Linked DNA regions of Capra hircus: region 1 is linked to region 2. Evidence: chromatin contacts called from public Hi-C data. All regions are on one chromosome and are shown on one strand. The core of a region is the stretch at or near the end of the contact, and the rest is flanking DNA. Distances in the headings are between cores, read along the strand shown. Region 1 has its middle 21 kb from the start of FABP6. Region 2 has its middle 30 kb from the start of C1QTNF2.

Region 1 (4,014 bases), core at 559-3,058, 140 kb before region 2:
TGCCTCCCTGCTTCCACTCTCACCCTTCCTGTCATTTGTTCTCCAAGCAAATGGAATGACCTATTATTAAAACTGCAATTCAGATCATGCCGTCCTCGCTCACAGCCCTCCAGTGACTTCCTTGGACTCCAGAATCAAAGCCAAACATCCAGGCCCCTGGCGCACATTCAGGCAGATGTGGTCCTCAGCCCCCAGCTTTTACCTGACGTTCCGCTCCCTGCTCTCCCCAGTCCTGTGTCCTCAGCATGCCTCGCCAGACAGGCCTTCCCTTCCCTCCTCACCTTAAAACATTTCCTCAAACGTGGGCACTTTCTTCCATTGCATATTTTTCAAGGCACTTTGGACCACACCTTCTCCTGGAGAAGGGAATGGCAACCCACTCCAGTATTCTTGCCTGGAAAATCCCATGGATGGAGGAACCTGGTAGGCTCTAGTGCATGGGGTCGCAGAGAGTCAGACACGACTTCGCGACTTCGCCTTTCACTTTTGGGCCACACGGCTTACCTTCTTTGTTGTCTGCCTCGCCTTGCCTGGAATCTCAATTCCTTGTCTGTCATTAATTCCTGCATCCACAGGGCCCACGTGGCTGGCACATAGTAGGGGCTCCATACACACTAACTGAATAAACGAAAGAAAGAACAGTTTGATGGTCTCAAGAGCCCCTGTCCTTGCTATGACTCTGCCAACTAAAAAAGATGTACAACTTGAGAGTTGTGAGTTCAGGGTTATTGGGGGCAAAATGAGGACTGCAGCCCAGGAAGAACAATCTCAGATAGCTCTGAGAGACTGCTCAAAAGCGGCAGTGGGGGAAATTCAATATATAAGGTTTTGGTGAAGGGGGAGCTCAATACCACGAAGCACTCAATTTACAAAAGGGTTTTGGATAGTCATGAGGGTCTGACGTCACCATTAAGGGATTTAGTGCTTCTCTAGATATGAGGCGATGCAAAGATTGAGAGCATAAAATCTGTTCCTAAAAACATCCAACTATCTAAAGACCGGTCCCACCAGATTCCCTGGAGCAGAGTGCCTCAGTCCACCCTGAGCTCTCTCAGGCATTGCTGAAGGTCAACAGCTACAGCAGCCTGGGGTTCAGTCTCCATGGAGGCAGGTGGCAAATGCCTCTGTTGCTCAGTCATTGGCAGTGCTCTTGCTAAGTGCCAGTTTGTAGTCGACAGCTCTGTGCCTCATCACAGGCTTTGAGGCCTTGGGCTCAGTGAGGCTCACAGGCAGGGCCGGCTCAGCCTAGAGAGATGGGGCAGGAGGCGTTCAGCAGCCCTGTGAACGGGTGAAGATGTCATCAGAGGCAAATGCAAGATGTCCCTGGTCACAGTGGAGGGGGACACTTGGGGAGTTACACATAGAAAGACTCTAATGTGACTCCATGGCTTCAAGAATCCTTTCCCTTCTTTCAGCAGTCTCAGGGGCGCTCTTTTTGAGAGTGCCTCAGTGTTACGAAGAGTCGGACACGACTGAGTGACTTCACTTTCACTTTTCACTTTCATGCATTGGAGAAGGAAATGGCAACCCACTCCAGTGTTCTTGCCTGGAGAATGCCAGGGACGGCGGAGCCTGGTGGGCTGCCATCTATGGGGTCGCACAGAGTCGGACACGACTGAAGCGACTTAGCAGCAGCAGCAGCAGAAGTGTTACTATTATTAAGCTGGTTTCCCTCCACACGGAAGGACAATCCTGGGCGTAGCGCCCGCCTGCGCCCAGAGATGATCCTAGTGGAGAAAAGGGGTCGCCCTTCCTCCCCTGGGCTCCGCCTGCCTAGGACATCCTGCGGAGCGCGCCACCAGAGGGCGCTCCAGGTCACCGCATCTCCTTGCAGTGGCCGCCAGAGGCAGCGGGGCTGGGTTCTGCTGCCTGTCCCACCTGCGGGGGTCTCTCTCTCTCTCCCCAGCTCCCTTTCCTTCTCCCTCTCGTTCTCTTCACGTCTTCCTATAAGAAGTGGGGGCTGTACATGGCCTTCTCCATGGAGAGAACTCCACATCCCCACCTGCTACCTGCAGCCAGTTTCTCTCTGAGCCCCTCACTGTGCAGTCACAGGTCACGTGACTTTCTGAGATGGAAAGGCTTGTCAGGGTCTCTCTGCTTCACCTCACTGAAGGTGAATCTAAGGCAGTGAAACAAAATGTTAAACTTGGAATTCTTCTTTTTTGTCCTGATAGCTCGTGAGGTCTTAGCTCCCAACCAGAGATCCAGCCCAAGCCTCTGCAGTAGAAGTGCAGAGTCTTAACTTTGGACCGCCAAGACTGGATGTATGTCTTGACTCTGTCACTTAAGACCTGGGCCGCCTTGAGTTGGTTCCCTAATCTCTCTGAGCTCAGGCTGCAAACGTTCCAGCCTCTTAGGGATGTGGGAAGTTACACATGCAACATGTTTATCGCTGTGCCTGGAGCTTCCCTGGTGGCTCACACCATAAAGAATCTTTCTGCAATGTGGGAGACCTGGGTTCAATCCCTGGATGAGAAGATGTCCTGGAGAGGGAATCAGCTACCCACTCCAGTATTCTTGCCTGGAGAATCCCGTGGACAGAGGAGCCTGACGGGCTACAGTCCATGGCGTTGCAGAGTCCATACGACTGAGACACTACTACTTTCAGTTTCTGGAGAGAGCTATTATTATTGGGAAAGTGGCCTACGTAAGGCCCCCTGTCAAGCGAAGGTGGCAGACCTGGGCCCAGAATCCTCTAACTCAGGCTGCAGCCCTTCCTCTGATGGGCAAGGGTCACCTCTGGTTGCTTATGGGTTCTTAGTTCCCTGACCAGGAATTGAACCCAAGCCCTTGGCAGTGAAAGCTGCGGAGTCCTAACCACTAGACTGCAAGGGAATTCCCAAGGGAGATTTTCTTTGTGGCCTTTTTTGTTTCTCTTGAATACTGAAACATGTGAATATATTATCTATTTTGAAGCTTAATTCTAGAACTCTCTTTAATGAAAGAAAATGGTGACCAAAGAAAAATTATATAATACAACATAATATGATAGGACATGATATAATGTAATATATTTGGGTTGGAGAGAACTCATCTGGGATTCCTTCTCCATCCTCCTCTTCTTCCCTCCTTTCTCCACTTCCTCCTCCCTCTCTTCAGGGAACTGCCTTCTCTGGACCAGCCCAGATGGTGAGCTGTCTCTGAACTCATTCATTCACTCACTTGTCGTTGATCTATTCACCAAATGTGCTCTGGGACAGAAGAAGGATTTAGGCAGACATAACTCTACTTTCTGCTGTCTATGCGGGAGAGAGATATTATAACCCACAACTACCCAACAGAGTCGTTGCAATTAGTATGAGTGCCGTGACAGAGGTGATGTGGCCGCACAGAAAATGGGCCTCACCTAGCCTCCAGGGTTGGAAAGGCTTTTCTGAGGAAGTGACTCCCCCCCGCCCCATGCCTTTTATTCTTGGACAAGCTCTTATGCTTTCTTTTGAAAGAACTAACAAATGTACGAACATATAGAAACTATTATCGTGAACCCCATGCAGCCATCACCCAGCTCCCACGATGAGCAACGTGGTTAATCTTGTTTTGCTTCTGCACCACCCACTCCCCCACTTCACCCCCACCCAATTGTTTTGAAGCAAATCCCAGGCGGCTTATTATTTCATCTTTAAATACTTCATTGTGCTGTGCTGTGCTTAGTCGCTCAGTCATGTCTGACTCTTTGGGACTATATGTACTGCAGCTCACCAGGCTCCTCTGTCCATGGAGATTCTCCAGGCAGGAATACTGGAGTGGGTTGCCATGTCCTCCTCCAGGGGATCTTCCCAACCCAGGGACTGAACCCAGGTCTTCCACATTGCAGGCAGATTCTTTACCGTCTGAGCCACCAAGGAAGCCCAAGAATACTGGAGTGGGTAGCCTGTCCCTTCTCTAGGGGATCTTCCTGACCCAGGAATTGAACAGGGGTCTCCTGCATTGCAGGCAGATTCTTTATCAGCTGAGCTACCAGGGAAAACCAAATACTTCATTATGTATCTCTAAAAGATAAGGATGAAAAATCTG
Region 2 (3,861 bases), core at 1,017-3,516:
GACTAGAATCTGAGTCTGTTGTTTGGTAGTTTTCCCCTCAGCCTGGCCCAGGGATCGGCAAAGTGGCTCTACTCCAGAGTTGGCTTGAGGAGCTTGGTTAATGGGCCAGACTCCCAAGCCCCACTGAGGAAGCTGGAGCAGGCGTGGCCATGTCCACACCCTTCTCTGCCCTGGGAGCCTCTGACTCCCCACATGTCTGAGGGACCACGGGCAAGTCCCCTGGCCTTACCACACTGAGGCCTTAGGAGGCGTCTGCTGGAAATGAAATCTGTAATCTTTGATAGTTTAGACAGAATCCTATGTTGTGGGAAGTATTTGGGGCCGAACCCGTACTGTGCAGGAGTGCTTCTAAATCTGGGCTGTCTTGATTTCTCTGGTTCCCCTCCCATGGGGGGGGGGGGGCACACAGTGTGGCGGGGAGGTCCTGTTGCCCACCAAGGGGCCCGTTCACGGCCAATGTCGTTCTAAGTGCAGACTCTAGATTCACCCATTTGGTTCCAGCCTTAGCGATTGGACTTGATCTTGGTGAGGCAGCAGTGAACGGAGGTGTGAGGTGAGATCTTAATTTCCTACCCAGGAATTAAACCTGGGTAGCCTGGATGGAAAGCAGGAATCCTAGCCACCAAACCAACCACGGATATAGGCTAAAGATCCAGGGAAAAAAGATCCAGGGGCAAATGCCCCCAGTGAAAAATGCATTTATCACGGAGGCAAAAACTACAAATGCAGGTATAAAGTTTATTACTAGACACATAGCACAACAGCAATCTGTTGTGTGCTATGAGAGCACACAGAGAAATGTATTGTTTAGTTAAGACAGAAGTAAGGTAGAGATGTACACCCAAAGAGAAAGGGTGTGAGTGTCCCCCCTAGTGAGGGGGAGCGCAGTAAAGGGGTGGTTAAGTCATTGATATAGGTCAGTTCTTCCAGGTCTTTATTTACCTTTAGCCAATTATCTGGTTTCTTTTCCCATACCTGACCTGCCCTAGGAAACTCCCCTGAGTGTGCATGCACCCTTCAGCCAAGATGGATCTTGAAGTGAAGGCTTCTGGGAGGAACAAGACTCATGGACTGGCGTTATCCCCTGACTTTTGACCACAAGGAGAATTTACATATGTGTAGTGTCTTTGTCCCAAAAAAAGGTGGTGGTGGGGAATCGGAGATCCCGTAATCTCTGATAAGGCTGGCTGTTTACTCTGTTTCTGTTGTTACATTCATTTTGGAGGGAAAACAGGAGGCTGATTGTAAAATTGCTCAACTGGAGCCCACCTATCTCTTGTCTCAGGAAGTGCTTAGAGTTGTAAGCATCCAGCCTGAAGCCCACTTCTTTGTGGCCCATGAAATGCAAATAGGAGGCCAGTTGTAAATGTCTAACCTGGAGCCCATCTATCTCCTTTGGCATTGACCCAAGCTTTTGAGGACTCAACCGTCCCCATCTTTAAAGTGGGAACGGTGGTCATGATAACTGCTCACAGCAGGGTTGAGAAACTGAGAAAAGACGATACATGTAACACTCAGCATGTGGCTAACGTTCACTAGTAGTGAGTCTTCTTGTCTTCCAGCTCAGGAAACCTAATAATAGCAACCGACGATTGTCTTCTGAAGAAGCAGAGGGCCAGATGTGAAAGTTCAGTGCTTCAGAGCATGCTGGCTTGATTCATCCAGCTGTTTTAATTTATATTTCAGTAATTCCAGGCTCTTTTCTTAGCTCTGCTTTGGAGACCGAAGCACAAATGTTTAGTGCTAAATGGATTCTGAGACCTCATCTGATCCATCCTTTGCTTCACAGATAGTGATAGTGAGGCCATCTGACGTGAAATAACTTGGCTGAAGCCACACAAGGAATGGGAAGACAGAGCTAGGACTGGAACCCAGATTTCTTGTTTCCTGGACAACTGCTGTATTCCTGCACTCTGCCAGCTGCCTCTGTAATTGTGAATGTACGCACGGAGAAGCCTCGTGGGCTACAGTCCACAAGGTCACAAAGAGCCAGACGCGACTGAGTGACTCAGCGCAGCATGCACGCAGTCTCTTTAACTGAAAATGCTAGGAAGGTGTGTGGCTCTGGGTTCTTTTTCTTTTCTCCAGCAGAGGGTCATGGTCGAATAATATCATGGATCAGAATCTCTCTTTCTTGCCGCCTCCCACCCCCGCCCTTTTTTTCCCTCTTTGGCTCAGAATCTAGAAACAGCGAGAGAAGACGCCAGGGATGTCTTCCAGCCTCTAAGCGGCGGGACTGGTGAGGTTTGTGTGGTAGACGCTCGCCCCCTAGTGGAAAGAGTGAAGATGACACCCATGGGAATGAAGAAGAGTTTCCACCTCTAGGGCCTGGCTGCCCAGGGAGTCTGAGGCATGCTTCTTGCCTAACTGGGCCTTCCTTATCTTGCCCGAATGCCGGCACTGTCAGACCCTATCTTTACTTAACATTTTGATATTTTGTTCATCAAAACTTTTTTGTATTAATTTTGATTTATTAAAATGTTGCATTAAAATATTATTTCTATTGACTACTTTGGGGGGCACCCCTTGAATTCTGTGCCTGAGGTGACTGCTTTGTTGACCTCCCCCTGATCACAGTCTTAATTCAGAAGTTAGCATTGGAAGACCCTGCCAGTACCTGATGTGCTGACACTCTCGTCGTCAGAGGCGCCCCGAGGTCGGGCGAGGGCTGGGCTGGGCTGGCCTGTGAGGGCAGTGTGGGTCTGGGGCTCTCTGCACTGTAACAGTCAGAGCTGCAGATTCCCCAGGCGTTCTCCAGAAGTGAATGGTGACAAAGATGCTCTCCTTGCCCAAACTCTAGCCAGGCTCCTTCTTCTTTCCTGGGCCTGTGGATTACAGCCATAAAGACTTGAACAAACACTAATAAAGCTTTCAACAGCTCAAGGCCACATCCTTAGGATAAAGCATCCCCCCACTTAAAGTGTCCGCCTGAAAACACTCAAGGCAGCCAAAGAATGTACTGATCGTTCCACCCAGCATCTGAAGATAGCACCCCATTTCCCAGTCTTTGTGGGAGGGTAGGAGCCCCATTTTGATAAAGGCCTGTTTGTTTTTTATTGTTCAGTCACTCAGTTGTGTCTGACTCTTTGCGACCCCATGGACTGCAGACACCAGGTTTCCCTGTCCTTCACCATGGGTTTGCTAACAGGCATAAAGGCACATCCGAGATTCACCTGGATCAGCCCCTCCCCCTTCTGTAATTTTCCATTACCCTGAGTCTACAGAGCTCATCCCCCACAGCCCCACCCCTACTCCCCCATCCTTCATTTAAAACGCTGCTGCATAAACCAAAGTGAGTCCAGTTCACACTAGACCCTTCCCTACTGCAGTGATACATGATTGATTAAAATCAGTCCTTACCACTTTAACTAGCCATCAGCTTTGTTCCTGTTTGGTAACGGCTGCCTTTTGAAGTGCGTCTCTTATGAGAAAAGACCCTGGGGCCAAGGGAAATTTTATTCCACAAAGATGCACAGTTCTTCATGACCCAGATAATCACGATGGTGTGATCACTCACTAGAGCCAGACATCCTGGAATGCGAAGTCAAGGGGGCCTTACCAAGCATCACTACAAACAAAGCTAGTTGGAGGTGGTGGAATTCCAGTTGAGTTCTTTCAAATCCTAAAAGATGATGCTGTCAAAGTGCTGCACTCAATATGTCAGCAAATTTGGAAAACTCAGCAGCGGCCACAGGACTGGAAAAGGTCAGTTTTCATTCCAATCCCAAAGAAAGGCAATGCCAAAGAATGTTCAAACTACTGCACAATTGTACTAATCTCACACCCTAGCAAAGTAATGCTTAAAATTCTCAAATCCAGGCTTCAACAGTGAACCGTGAACTTCCAGATGTTCGAACTGGA

What was found. A called contact is a pair of places that touch in the nucleus more often than the background predicts.
Region 1: a contact with region 2 is called in a Hi-C map of blood, with 6 times the contacts expected there. The contact joins two enhancer-like sites. A contact is called at or near these places in 2 of 5 Hi-C or Micro-C datasets (both in blood).

The regions. Positions count from the first base shown.
Region 1 is chr7:38,801,230-38,805,243 of ARS1.2, reverse strand. No RefSeq gene overlaps it. Among named protein-coding and RNA genes, the nearest start is that of FABP6, 21 kb to the right of the region's middle. Within about 2 kb of position 1,808, at least 1 of the 5 cell types and tissues checked has an H3K27ac peak or open chromatin away from gene starts, as enhancers often do.
Region 2 is chr7:38,664,661-38,668,521 of ARS1.2, reverse strand. No RefSeq gene overlaps it. Among named protein-coding and RNA genes, the nearest start is that of C1QTNF2, 30 kb to the right of the region's middle. Within about 2 kb of position 2,266, at least 3 of the 5 cell types and tissues checked have an H3K27ac peak or open chromatin away from gene starts, as enhancers often do.